Linked DNA regions of Zea mays: all the other regions are linked to region 2. Evidence: chromatin contacts called from public Hi-C data. All regions are on one chromosome and are shown on one strand. The core of a region is the stretch at or near the end of the contact, and the rest is flanking DNA. Distances in the headings are between cores, read along the strand shown.

Region 1 (4,004 bases), core at 886-3,385, 150 kb before region 2:
CCTCCCAAGACGTCAGGAAAGTTGTTGATACTGATTTGTACCACCAAACACCAGTTCAATTAAAAAAAGAGGAAGTAGACCCACTTTTTTTATGTTGACATGGATAACTTCAAAAAAGATACTACCTCCGCTGACCTTTTTTTAAAAAAAAAATTGATCACTCATCTTATTCAAAAAAATATTAAATATCATTTATGTTGTTATAATTTGTTTTATCACTTAAGACTTTTTAGCGTGACTTACATTTTTACATTTTTAATAAATATTTTGAATAAGACAAGTGGTCAACTTTTTTAAAAGTCAACGGTGTTATATATTTAAGAACAGATGGAATATAAACCAATAAATATAGAACTGTAGAAGCGCAAACATTTTTTACTCTTTAAAATATTTTAACAACTCATTAATCTAAAATTTAGATAGTTAAATTTACATAACTATTAAAGATGCTCGGACTAAGGCTAATAAGACACCCTAAAGGGTATTTAGAGAAGATCAGAAGATTTTGTCTTTTATAAGCTTCAACAATATCATCTAGAGAGTTTTTTTTAAAAGATATAGAGAGAGAGGATGATCCTTCATTATAGAGAGAGAGAGACTCGCTATTCTCTCCACTATTTTTTTACTTTTAGACAATGAATTAAGCAAAGTTAAAATATGTATAAAACATTTGAAAGTAGAAAAAATACGTACTAAAAACAAAAAATAGAGAGAAATATGTCCATGATATGTGTATTTAATGAGTAGAGAATGAGATATAAAAGACACTATTAAGGACGAATGGGATATAGAGGAGGGAAATCTGATGATATAATTGGAGATATTTTTAAATTCAAAACATCGGATGTGAGAGGGGGGCAGGCGGGCAGTGGCCAGCGGCGAGGAGAGGCCACCCGCTCCGTTGTTTGGCATGTCGAGCGAGGCGAGACGACGAGAGCACGAAGAAGAGAGTAAGCACAATCAAGACGAGATGGCTGATAGGACTCAGAACGAGATAATCCACTTGGGTTGTCCCAGCCAGCTACGTGAGATGGCTGGCCTCGGTCGATATTTCAGTAGCCGTCCGACTAGTATTATGTATTATCTACAATTATTAAAAAACATTGATCCATATTTTTCATAATAAATATTCCCTATGTCGTAGGATATAAGTCGTAACCATTTTTTATTCTTGTTCTATAATATAAGTCGTGCTCTTTTTATATATACATACATTGATGTAGTGATATAAAGACAATTAAATATGTTTTTTGGTCTTTAAACAGAGATGATTACGTCTTATACATACTCCCTCCGGTGTCCTATTAGTTGTCGTTTTGGATAAGGTTCGAGTCAAACTTATAAAATTTTGACTATAAATAATTATTTTGTTATTTAGTTTTGAAACCTAATATTTATATGCACCAATTTGTCATAAAAAGTACTTTTATAAAAGTATAAATGTATTAAGAGTTTATTTGTATTTTAACAAAAAACATTGGTCAAAGTTATATTTTGGAGACCGTGTGGTTGTCCTAAACGACAACTAATAGAAAACCGGAGGGAGTACATTAGGAGGGAGTATTATCTTAAAAAAACTGTCGCAATCGTTCCGGAATCGGGACCCGCCTGCCGCCTCAGGCCTCAACGCCCAATGGCAGCCGTAGCGAGCCGGACCACGCGACCATTTTGCACTTTGGGGCCCATGTTGGCGCCGGGATAAGGTGATACCCGCGTGACGTGGCTATCAATGTGATAGATTGATAGAGGCAGGCGGCCCGCGGCCTTGCTCGCAGTCGCGGCGGACGGGCGGACCCACTGATGTGTCCATCCAAGAGCGACGGGAGAGACAGCTGTGGCTCTGCCGTTGGACTCGGCAGATAATACTGCCATACTGGCACACTGCACTCAGTGCACTGCACTGCGGCCTGCTGGGGTTTTATTTGTTAAGTAACCCTGGTTAGGTTATGTGGGCAAATACCGGCTTTGCCCCTCAGGGGGTCTCACATCTCTATATAAGGAACCTGTATACCCCTTCATATTACGGGGATCAGAAAGAGGCCAGAGGCCCAACCCTATATCCAGTGTCTCGTGTGTTTTCTCTGTCGTGCTTATAAGAAGGGAGACGAGTTCTCTACATCTTCTTGCGCCTCTACTGCTGACGGGAGGGAAGGGAGCGGATCTGGTGATCCGTAGTAACATAGTTCTCAACACGTTATCAGCACGCTCTACTCGACGTTGCTGCGAGATCAGATCTGCCTCAACTCTTCGTCAAGCCGGCAGGTCTCCGGCCTTGCCGAACTGTCCTACGCGACAGACTTCGCTTCCGTTCGCTGAATCAAGAAATAAGGTACAAGATTTCCGTTATTTCTTCGATTTCTCTTCCTGCGAGTCGTGCGATAAGAATAAGAGAGAAAAAGGTGAACATTCATGTGTGTGTGCTGCGCCCCGTGTGAATCCGCATCGACGGGAGAGGGAAACCTCCCTACGCGCGCCCATAACCTGCGCAGAGAGGAAGACGAGAAGCGGCGTGCTTGTCTGACTGAACTCAGACGGCGACGTCCAGCCAGCCCACATGCCTAGATGCGCATGTGGAAGAGAGGCCCCGATGGCCATGGTCACCATCTCCCGGAAGAAGAGGAGCGCCTCGCGTCGAGCCCTGATCTAGGCTAGGGCGTGGCCGTACTCAACGACGTGGCTAAGGCTGGCTTTGGAGGAGCGGACCCTTCATCGTCTCCTCCGATCCGGTTCCTCCGCTGAAGTCTCAGCTTGGCATCGAGCGTCGGCAGGCCATAAGCGCGCAACCAGTTTGCCGGCCACAGCTCACAGCTCGCCAAGCGCTAATCCTATGCATTACCTGCCGCTGAGGGAAACGGATCTAAGCGGCGCATTGGGCTGAGAGATTTGACCACACTCAATAAGCCGTGCTGCTCATCCAATAAAAAAGAGACTTTTCGTTTGCCATGCTCACACACATGCATGACGTGCGTTCCCTCGCATGCGATAGCAGCCCACCACTCACAGTTGATTTATTTATTTTTTTCTCCCATAATTTCTGGTTGAATTAATCAACTTTCAAATAACCTTAATTTATATACATGCTTCATATTATTTATTCTATTTATTTCCTGTTACAAATAACAAATAAAATAAAGCATGTTTTATATTATGGTTAATTATTTCCTGCAGTAAATAATTAGTAGAAAAACGCATGCTCGGATATAGGAAAAATGCCTTTATGCACTTGATCTGCTTATGCTTATGCATTAAATTCCAGTATTATTTGTCTGTTTTATTTCTCGTAGTAGATAATTAGCAGAAATTATTAAAATGCGTGAAGGATATAGTGCACATACTCAAATCGCTCTGAATATTTGTGTTGTTTCGAGTTTTTGGACTCACGCTGAGCGATTAAATTGTATAGTGGGTACTCGGACACGCTGATCAGTTTGCGTTGGTAATCGGCTGAGTTATGGCATTAGCTGAATATTGGCTGCGCCCTGGCAACACGACGCAGTATTTGTGCCGTTCGAACTTGGCTGCGTCATGTGATTGCTATGTCGCACTCTCGCTTAATCGGATCGCTCCCGTTGAGTCGGACCGCCATCGCCGAGTCACATTTTTCGAGGACCCTGAAGGCATTGCATGTGTCGCAACTATTGAGTCACAATTGTGCTTGTTGCGTCTGTTGTGTCTGTTGCGCTTATTACGAAGGATGGATGTGTTGTCGTAGCCCTGATGCTGTACACGCGTTGACACCAGACGCTAGAGCTTGTACTCGTGTGGATTGTGGTGGGTTGTTAAAGCCCCTGAAGCCACATCATAGCGCAACCTTCATAAATAATTTTATTTGGCTCTATATTTTATTTGATTGTGTTGTGTGACATCATATATTTATATATATCGCCAAGTGGCCACAACAACTATATCAAGCTCTTTATAGCTTGGACATCTGGGAAATTAAACTGAAATACAATAAAACACAGATAAGTTAATTATTTGCTCTCTTCTCATGCATAAAGTTT
Region 2 (4,257 bases), core at 8-2,507:
GAGACAATAAGCTAAACCCACGGGTTTTCCTTGGGTTTCCACCCAATTACGGGTTGGTTTGGGATCTGTTGACGCCTTCCGCGCTCAATTTGGTGCTCAACAGGATCAATATTGTTATTGGATGGGTTGGGTTTAACTTTCTTATAGTATTTTTGGTTGGGTGTGGGATGGATATCAAAGTAATTAGATTTGGGTATGGGTGGGAGTGGATTGGACTTTTTGCCATTAGCAGGCCTAGATGCGAGGCGTGGAGTTTACGTGCCGCCGTGCGCGCATCCGGGGCGATCGGCGCGGCGTGCCACGTGCGGTGAATTCGCCCGGAAGCGAGCGGTCGGCGGAGGGGACGCATTGCGTACGGTGGATCCATACCCATCGTCTTCCTGCTGCTGGTCTTTATTTTTTGCGCGGTGAAAGGGTGGGGGGTTCGGAGGAGCAGATAGCTTGGTAGCCGCTTTTTTTTTCACCGAGCGAGGAGGCTCATGCTTCCGGCGGTCGGTTTCAGCGGATCCGTTTTACCGACACCACGGGTCGAAAAGATGGAAAGCGAAAGGCCAGCGGGCTAGCCGGCTAGAGGCGCCGCAGCGACAGCGAGAGAGAGGGAAAAAAACTAAAGCTGAGCCGCGAACTAGGAAAAGGCACGATGAGGAGCTGCCGTGGACGTGGCTCCTCGACGACTCTAGTTATATTCGTTACCGCAAACGTTGTACGGCCAGTAACGAACTTTTGTTGTTGCAGTGCCCACATCTCGGTCGGTCGCTCCTGTGAAAAAAGGTAGGGGCACGCCACGATCCAGATCGTTTCTCCTGTTAACTTATCTACACACAGCCTGAAGCTTTGATGGAGCCATGAAAGGGGAGGCTCGCAGCCATGAATGGGGCAGGAGTGGCCAGGCCCGAATCTGGAGCACATGCGTGGCCCGGTGGCCGTCTCCATCCACGGGATGCCCGCAATTCCCGGCCTCATTGTCATGTGCCTCCCCAGTCCCCACCTCTCCAAACCGTCACGTGACCCATAGTCCGCAGTCCACGTCGCCGCCCACCCCCTCCCCTCAAATCTGAAATCCAATCGACTCATTAACCCCGGAGCTCGGCAGAGAGAGAGCATCGGCACGGCGCGGTGGTTGATTAACCAGAACCAGAAGCCAGCACGTGCGCGCCGGGGCTGGTCCGCCGCCTGGGTCTGCGTACATATGCGTCTGTCTGAGCGGGCGCCGCGAAGGAAACTGACGGGGGGCTTTGCTTGGCGTATAAAGCGTCTCGCGAGCGCCTACCGGCAGCCATAGCTGGTGAGTAGTAGTAGTATACTGGAGGAGGAGGAGGAGGAGGAGAGGGAGAAGACGAAGCGAAGCCAGGGCAAGGTCGTCGGAGCCGGAGAGGGAGGAAGGTGGAGAACCTCTACCTGCGTCACGTGACAACTGTCTCCTGACCCACAGGAGCGGCGGACTCCCTCTGCTCGCCGCGCGCGGCCTGTTCCGGTTCGGTCGGCGGCCGACGGCCGGCGGCGGAGGCAGCAGGAAGCTACTGTACCAACCGGCCCAAGAGAATTGCGGGTCCAGAGGCAGTGATGGCGGGGCGCTACGATTGACGTGCTACGATTATGGGCATCCAAGGTACGTACAGGAGCACGCGCGCATGGGCATGTATGGCCTGTCGATCTTGTGTGCTGCTGCGTGGCTTTCGTTCGAGTCATTGGCGGACACAGGGGAAATTAACCTCCGCCGCGCGCAGGGAACAAGGCGGCGACGCACGAGCACGACTTCCTCTCGCTGTACGCCGCCGCCGCCGCCAAGGACGCTCCTCTCCTGCTACACGACTCCAAGGCGCCGCCTCCTTCTCAAGGTCCGCACGCACACACTGCAGCCTTCATTCTCCCTTCCTCTCACGCCAATTCTACTCCCTCTCGTTGGACCTCCGCGCAAGCAATATAACATCTGCCTGTTGCAATTCCTTGTTTCCTGCCTGGATCAAACCGGGGAAGAAAACCTTGCAAGCCAGCTTGTAGTAAATGACTAATTAATTAACCAATCAAATTAGCATGTTCCTCGCACTGACGCGTGATGATTGGGGTTCATTTAACTAGTAGTATGTAATAAAGTACAGCACCCTATAAATTTCGTGCAATTTAAGCTGGACGGCGATAAGAAGCGACAACCAAAAGCAACGGCGGATCACGTGTGCGTCGGACGCAAGGAGCCGTCGACGGGCGGCCTTCCGTCCCATCTGTCCGGGCCCACCCACCCCGCCCCGACCCGACCCACGGGCTGGCTGGCTTTATTCATGCTTAAGCCGCATGGAAATGTTTTTATACGAACAATCGCGTGTTGATTTTCATTCGTTCTTCTTACGGCTATTTTTTGTTTTGTAAGGGAAAGTTTCTTATCACTGGCTACCGCCGATAATAAAAGTTACTGCGTATGTATATATATACAGGTAATTTCCTCTTGAAGACGCACGACTTCCTGCAGCCGTTGGATCAGAAGCCGGGAGCGCCGCCGGAGCCGTCGCCGCTGCCCGCTTCCGCCGCGGAGAGCAGGCACCAGCCGCAGCAGCAGGTCGTCGTCGCGAACCAGCACGCGCTGCCCCTGCCCGGCGGCGTCGGCACCTTCAGCATCAGCCCCGCGCCCGTGTCCGTCGCGCTGCCGGCGGCCGTCGTCAAGTCGGAGCCGCCGTTCGTGCTCTGGGGCCAGCCTGCCGCGACGCTCCATCCGGGCGCGCGAGGTACTTGTCCATCGTAGAGATTTTTCTTTCTCAAATTGTTATTTAAAGGGTTATTTACATAAAAATAGTACCAAAATATCTACCCCGAAGAATAGGAAAAGGATATATAGGGCCTGTTAAGTTGCTTACACCGTTTCGTCTATAGCGACATAGCGAATGCACACGCCACACAAACACGGCGCCGCGGTCGCACTGTCGCATGGGTTACTCGTGCTCTGGGGACGTGGGGTTTGCCGTTTGCGTGCCTGTCTCAAGTCTCAACAGTGCATGGAGAGCTAGAGCGAGACTCTACTCGTACGTCCCTACTCTACAGAGAGTGGGGTGGCCCGTGCATGTACACCTTCAAGCAGACCGGGCCCATTTGGGGCCCATGTTGGCCGTGCACCTTCAGCCTCGTGTCGTGTCACGTCCCGTCCTCTGTCTCGCTCGCAAGACCCACCCCACCCACGTGACCTCCAGGTGCTTGCCCGCCGGGCCCGGCCCACTTAATGGCCGAGCCGCCGGCTACATCCACGCCGGACGCTAGCTGCCACCGGCCCAACCACTCACCGACATGTGGGGCCGAACGGCTTCCGCCTGGCGCCTGCGCCATTCTTCGATAACTGTTTGCGAAATAAAAAAAAAATAGTAGCAAAAGCTAAAGGCGGGCGCTTTTGTGTGTTTCTTGTGTTGTGGGTCTCTCCACCACCACCAGCAGGGCACCAGCAGCAGTGGGCGCTCCCCTTCGCCGGCGCCGGGCAGGTCAGGCTGCCGCCGCAGCAGGCGCCTCCGGATAGAAAGGGCCGGGGCGGCGCCGGTGGCGGCGTCATGGAGTCTGGCTCCAGATCCAGCGGCGGGGCGGGGTTCGACGACGACGACGGCCTCACGACGCGCCGCGAGGTCTCCTCTTCGCTCCAAGGTACCTCAATTCCGCTGAATCTATGCGAAATTCCTCCTCGTGTTGCTCTCGACTCCAGCGACGATACAAACCTCGGTTTTTTATCTAGATATTTGACGGTTTCCGCCCATTCCTTTTTCAATTTTTTTAAAGACGCCCCGTCCTTGTTCTCATCGGGGGTAGTGTTCCGTGTTCGTGTAGCAGAGTTAACGGTGAGGAAGAGGATGACTGGTGTGGAAGGGATGAGTCCGCACGCGCTGGTGGCGACGGGCGCTGGCTGGCAGTGGCAGCCGGCACACGTCCACCGGCTGCATGCGCACCTCCTCGTCTCCGGCCGCCTCAGCGGCTCGCCTACCCTTGCCGCCCTTACGCTGCTGCGCGTCGCCTGCCGTGTCCCAGCGTCCCCTTGCCTCCGCCCGCTCGCCCACCATCTGCTCGACCGAATTCCCCACCTGTCCCCGCACCTCCTCCACGCCGCAGCGCGCCTCGCCTCCCGCCTCCGCCTGCCTTCCCTCGCGCTGCGCCACTACCTTGCTCTACGTGCGCGCCATCCGGCCTTCCTCCCGCCCGCCCCTGCCATCGCCGACGTGCTGAAGTCCGCCCCTGGCCGGGCAGCACATGCCCACGCGTTGCGAGTTGCCGCACACGCAGTGGATGCTCGTT
Region 3 (4,349 bases), core at 636-3,135, 250 kb before region 2:
CAGTGGGTCGTGGACGAAGAAAGCGGGGCTGGCTGCGTGGCCGTGGCTAGGAATCTAGTAGCAAGGCTTGTTATCCACGTCGCCCGGGGTGGTCCGCGGAGCTTGCCTTGAGGTCGTGTTCGTATCCTTTTGCCGTCCTTAGTTTAGCATTTCTCCCGAGATTCGGTTCCGGTCTGCTTTCCGTGACCGCTTTAGGGAGGATGGAGCAGCTTAGCGAGGGTCGGTAATGGCAGGCAGGCAGGCAGCTGCTGTGCTGAAGGAAAGGTAAAGTTTAAGCGGGCAGGGAATAACCCAGTAACTTGCAGGCCACTTCTCGGCGGTGTGCATTGGATTGGAGGAGCCGTGGAGATTTTTTATCAGGTTCCTTCCTGATGCTTTTCTTTCTTTCTTTCTTTCTTTGTTCCGGGAGAAACACCCAAGTTTTAAAAGCTTAAGCTTAAGGCCGGGGAGGGGCAGGGCAGGGGAGGGGGGCAAAAGCGTGTTTGGAGTGAATAGAAATATTGCATGGGCGGGAGGAGGCCTGCTTTAACTAATCTAAAGCTAGATTCGAGCCTGTGCGTGGCCCGAGGCTAACGAATAGTTTTTTTAATAAAAAAACTTGTTTATTTGCCGCAAAGAAAGATTTGAGATTAGGGGGGGAATCTGATGAACCCAGAAGCCGCATCTCTTTCATCAGCTGCCCCAAGCTTGCTTGCCCTTAACCGGAAGCTAGCCCAACGATCTAAAGACCCTGCCTTTGATTTTTTTCTCTCTCTCTCTTCTTCTCTCTCAAACCCACCCTCCCCTGTTTCTGCCTCTAAGCTGAAGTAACTGATTTCATGGCCAGTTACCAGATTGGCCTAATAGAAGACTGACCGGAGGATGCACGAGATGTGAAAGAAAGAAAGAAAGTAGGCTTGCTTTGCCGTGGGGGTAAGTAAGGGAGGCAATGCCTCGATCGGCACCCCCACCCCTGCTAATGTTGACCACCATTTTTCTTCTTCAACAAAACTAATCATGCCGATCATGAAGGGCGTGTAAATAATTGGCCGTGCCGACTATAAATTAAATAAAACCCCGGCAGTCAAATAATGATTCGGGGCAGGGGAGGCTGAGGCGAGGGGCATAATTTACAGCCAGGCGCCTCGAGGAAAGCGAGCGAGAGGTTGCGCTTGCGCCCACCATAAACAAATGCCCGTGGGAGTTGGCACTGTCAGGGATGCCGGCACGGTAATGCCCATTGCCCATTGCAGTAGTAGGAGTATTGCTGTGCTGTGTGTGCCGTGCCGTGCCGTGAAGAAGAACCTGATCGATCAGCCAGAGCCAGAGCCAGCCCCCTTCCTCTCTACGCTTGCTCGCTGGCTGTGCGTGTGTGAGAGGGTGAGTCTCCTAGCTACTCGTAGGAAGTAAGTAAACAAAAGCAAAGGTAAACAGCATGATTAAAGCGCTGTTAACAAAGATAAAGCGAAGGCGAGACGCCCTTCAAAATAAGGTCCATCGAGGCTAGCTTAAACAACGCCCGGCCATGATGGTGGTGATTAGGAGGAGTAAAGCGGCTGCCTGCAGCTACTAATCGGTGTGGTGGCTCGCCATGCATGCATGTACCACTCACTAGTCACTAGTCACTACTGGTGAAACTACAACAGCTACTGAACAAGTGCTAGTAGACCCTATAAAATCTGACAAGCCTTTGCCTACAAGCCCCTCTCTCTCTCTGTCTCTCTCACTCTCCCTCCCGTATGGTCTATGCCCTCCCACCCTCTTTCGTAGCGCTTCTTCCTATGCCTCTCGCCGGAACGGAACAGCAGATAGCATCACAATCTCCAGTGGCTGTGGGCATCTTTCCTTTTCCTGCCATAGGCTCTAGGCCGTGACGGGAGCTAGCTTCTCGCTTGCGTGCGTGCTTGCTCCGGCTATCATATTGCCTGCCTGCCTGCCTATGAACCTCTCCGGCCAATGGAGGAGCTACTTCTTCTTCTCTAGCCTTTCTCGTCTCTGATCCACCCATTGACCTTCGGTGCGCCCGGCCACTCTGCGCCGGCCTCTCGCGTGCGTCTCTCGTGTGAGTGCTACAGGCAAGCGAAGCGATGGACATGAACGAGAGCGGCGAGAAAGGGATGGAGGGCAACGCGTCCTCCGGCATCCCGGTGGACTGGCAGACCCAATTCAGCGCCGCCGCCTTCTCGTGCGCGCCGCCGCAGCAGCAGCAGGTTCCCATGATGGACTCCGCCTTCGCGTCCGCCGGCCTGTGGGCGTCCACCTCCCAGGCCATGGCGCTCTCCGACGCGGGCGGCAGGTCGGCCGCGCGGGCCGGCTTCTTGGCGCCGGTCCCCGGTTTCCTCCCGCAGGGCCTCGCCCATTTCCCCGTGGACTCCGGCTTCATCGAGCGCGCCGCGCGGGCTTCCTGCTTCGGCGGCGGCGGCGGCGGCGGGGTGATGGCTGCCTTCGGCGCAGCAGCTGATCATCAACCCATGAACAGCGCGTTCAGTGGATCCTCGGAGGCGCTGCTGGACCACCAGAGGACGAAGGACGGCAGCGACAAGGGCGAGCCGGAGCTCGGCCGGAACGGCCACGACGGGGTTCTGAGCTCGGAGGCGGCTGCTGCGGGGGACTGCTCGTCCAAGGGGACGTCCGACTCCAAGAAGAGGAGAAGGCCTAACGAGGTGACCGCTCTCTCTCTCTCTCTCTCTCTCTCTCTCTCTCTCTCTCTCTCTCTCTCTCTCTCTCTCTCTCTCTCTCTCTCTCTCTCTCTCTCTCTCTCTCTCTCCTTGCTTGCTTTGCTGCTCGTGTCTGCAACTTCCCCGCTGCCGTATAAACTGGATGGATGCTCATGCTCATGCTGTCATGCATCAGGTGATGGGAGGCGATCAGGTCCAGTCGTCGAACCTGCCCGCCGACTCAGCGAACGAGAGCGTGCACAGCAAGGACAAAGGCGAGGAGAGCAGCCTGGCAACAACCACCACCGGACCCGGCAAGTCGAAAGGAAAGGGGGCGAGAGAGACCTCCGAGTCCCAGAAGGAAGACTACATTCATGTCCGAGCTCGGCGCGGACAGGCAACCAACAGCCACAGCCTAGCAGAAAGGGTACGGATTTGATCAACGGGTGGCATCCCCGTGTTTACCGTCTGCTGTGGATCGCGGTCTGGAATTCACACCCCAATGTTTAACCCTGCTTGCTGCGTCTTTTTTTCTCTGCAGTTGAGGAGGGAGAAGATTAGCGAGAGGATGAAGCTGCTGCAGGACCTCGTTCCTGGCTGCAGCAAAGTAGGTCTATCTTCCACACAGAAGAAAGAAAAGGGGAACAGAACTTGCTTGTGTGTTTTTATGTTGGTTTTCATTACAAATGAACATCTCTGTCCATTGGAATCCAGGTCACTGGGAAGGCGGTGATGCTTGACGAGATCATCAACTATGTCCAGTCCCTGCAAAGACAAGTCGAGGTAATCAGTAACTTGTATGTTAAAATACGCACAACTTTGTCTCAATCAAGGCTTAGCTACGAACCAAGTCTTCATTTGGAAGAGAGGAAGTAGAATCGCTAGATACCGAGACTAGAACATGAATAGAATTCTGTACATCCCTTATTACATACTGATCATGGCAAGCATCAAAACATTGAATTGATCTTGTTGCATCATGCAGTTCTTATCAATGAAGCTCGCAACGGTAAACCCAAGGCTCGACCTCAACATAGAAGGGCTTCTATCGAAAGATGTATGATGCTTCCTGCAATCCCATTCTCTCTCTCTCTCTCTCCATTTGTTATACATGTAAGAATCTAACAAAGCCATATATTCTTTACCATCAGCTTCTCCGCTTCCCTGGCGTTCCTTCGTCTTCCCTTGGATTCTCCCCGGAAATGATGCACCCACAGCTGCAGCTCTCGCAGCCAGGCCTGATCCAGGGCGGCGCTGCCGGCATGGCCAATCCGGACGTGTTCAGGAGAATCATGCAGGCACAGTTAAGCGCAAAGGACGGGTCTCAGGTCAGCATCTATTCAGTGTATACGTATGATTCAACAGGTCCTAGCGCAGTTTTCTTAACATCTTCATACGAACATACTGGTGTGCATCAAAATTTACGACGATACTGATGCAAAGCTTTTGGATATCTGTGGAGCAGATGCCGCCCCACGCATTGAATGGGGCATTCAGTGACGTCGCGCAGCAGCAGATGGCGTACCCGTCGTCCCAGGACCTGAGCATCGGGCCGTCGCAGGACGGGTTTCAAATGTGACTGAACATGCCCAGCTGCACATACTAGTAAAAGATGCAAAAAAAGGGCTTCTTCCATCTGAGGAGTATCTGATCGGCGAACGTGCGGGCGCGCAGGGGGCCGCGTATAGCTGCCTGCTGGTGCCGGGAGCAGCA

Evidence for each region. Hi-C and Micro-C count contacts between places; a contact is called where the count stands out from the background.
Region 1: a Hi-C map of endosperm shows a contact between it and region 2, with 2.4 times the contacts expected there. The contact joins the promoter of LOC103634188 here to the promoter of LOC100191909 in region 2. A contact is called at or near these places in 10 of 25 Hi-C or Micro-C datasets (bundle sheath, ear, endosperm and 5 more) and 1 of 3 datasets of contacts at active chromatin or transcription factors (leaf).
Region 3: a contact with region 2 is called in a Hi-C map of leaf, with 3 times the contacts expected there. The contact joins the promoter of LOC100383089 here to the promoter of LOC100191909 in region 2. A contact is called at or near these places in 8 of 25 Hi-C or Micro-C datasets (bundle sheath, ear, endosperm and 3 more).

The regions. Positions count from the first base shown.
Region 1 is chr7:135,413,835-135,417,838 of Zm-B73-REFERENCE-NAM-5.0, forward strand. It overlaps LOC103634188 (serine/threonine-protein phosphatase 7 long form homolog), which reads left to right and starts at 2,136. Exons shown (of 9, transcript XM_008655773.2): 1 at 2,136-2,329.
Region 2 is chr7:135,560,648-135,564,904 of Zm-B73-REFERENCE-NAM-5.0, forward strand. LOC100191909 reads left to right here and starts at 1,258. Exons shown (of 12, transcript NM_001350318.1): 1 at 1,258-1,609; 2 at 1,728-1,838; 3 at 2,430-2,717; 4 at 3,412-3,615. The coding sequence starts at 1,597.
Region 3 is chr7:135,305,856-135,310,204 of Zm-B73-REFERENCE-NAM-5.0, forward strand. It overlaps LOC100383089, which reads left to right and starts at 1,886. Exons shown (of 7, transcript NM_001366809.1): 1 at 1,886-2,642; 2 at 2,833-3,063; 3 at 3,178-3,243; 4 at 3,351-3,419; 5 at 3,622-3,693; 6 at 3,788-3,964; 7 at 4,102-4,349. The coding sequence starts at 2,067. The coding sequence ends at 4,215.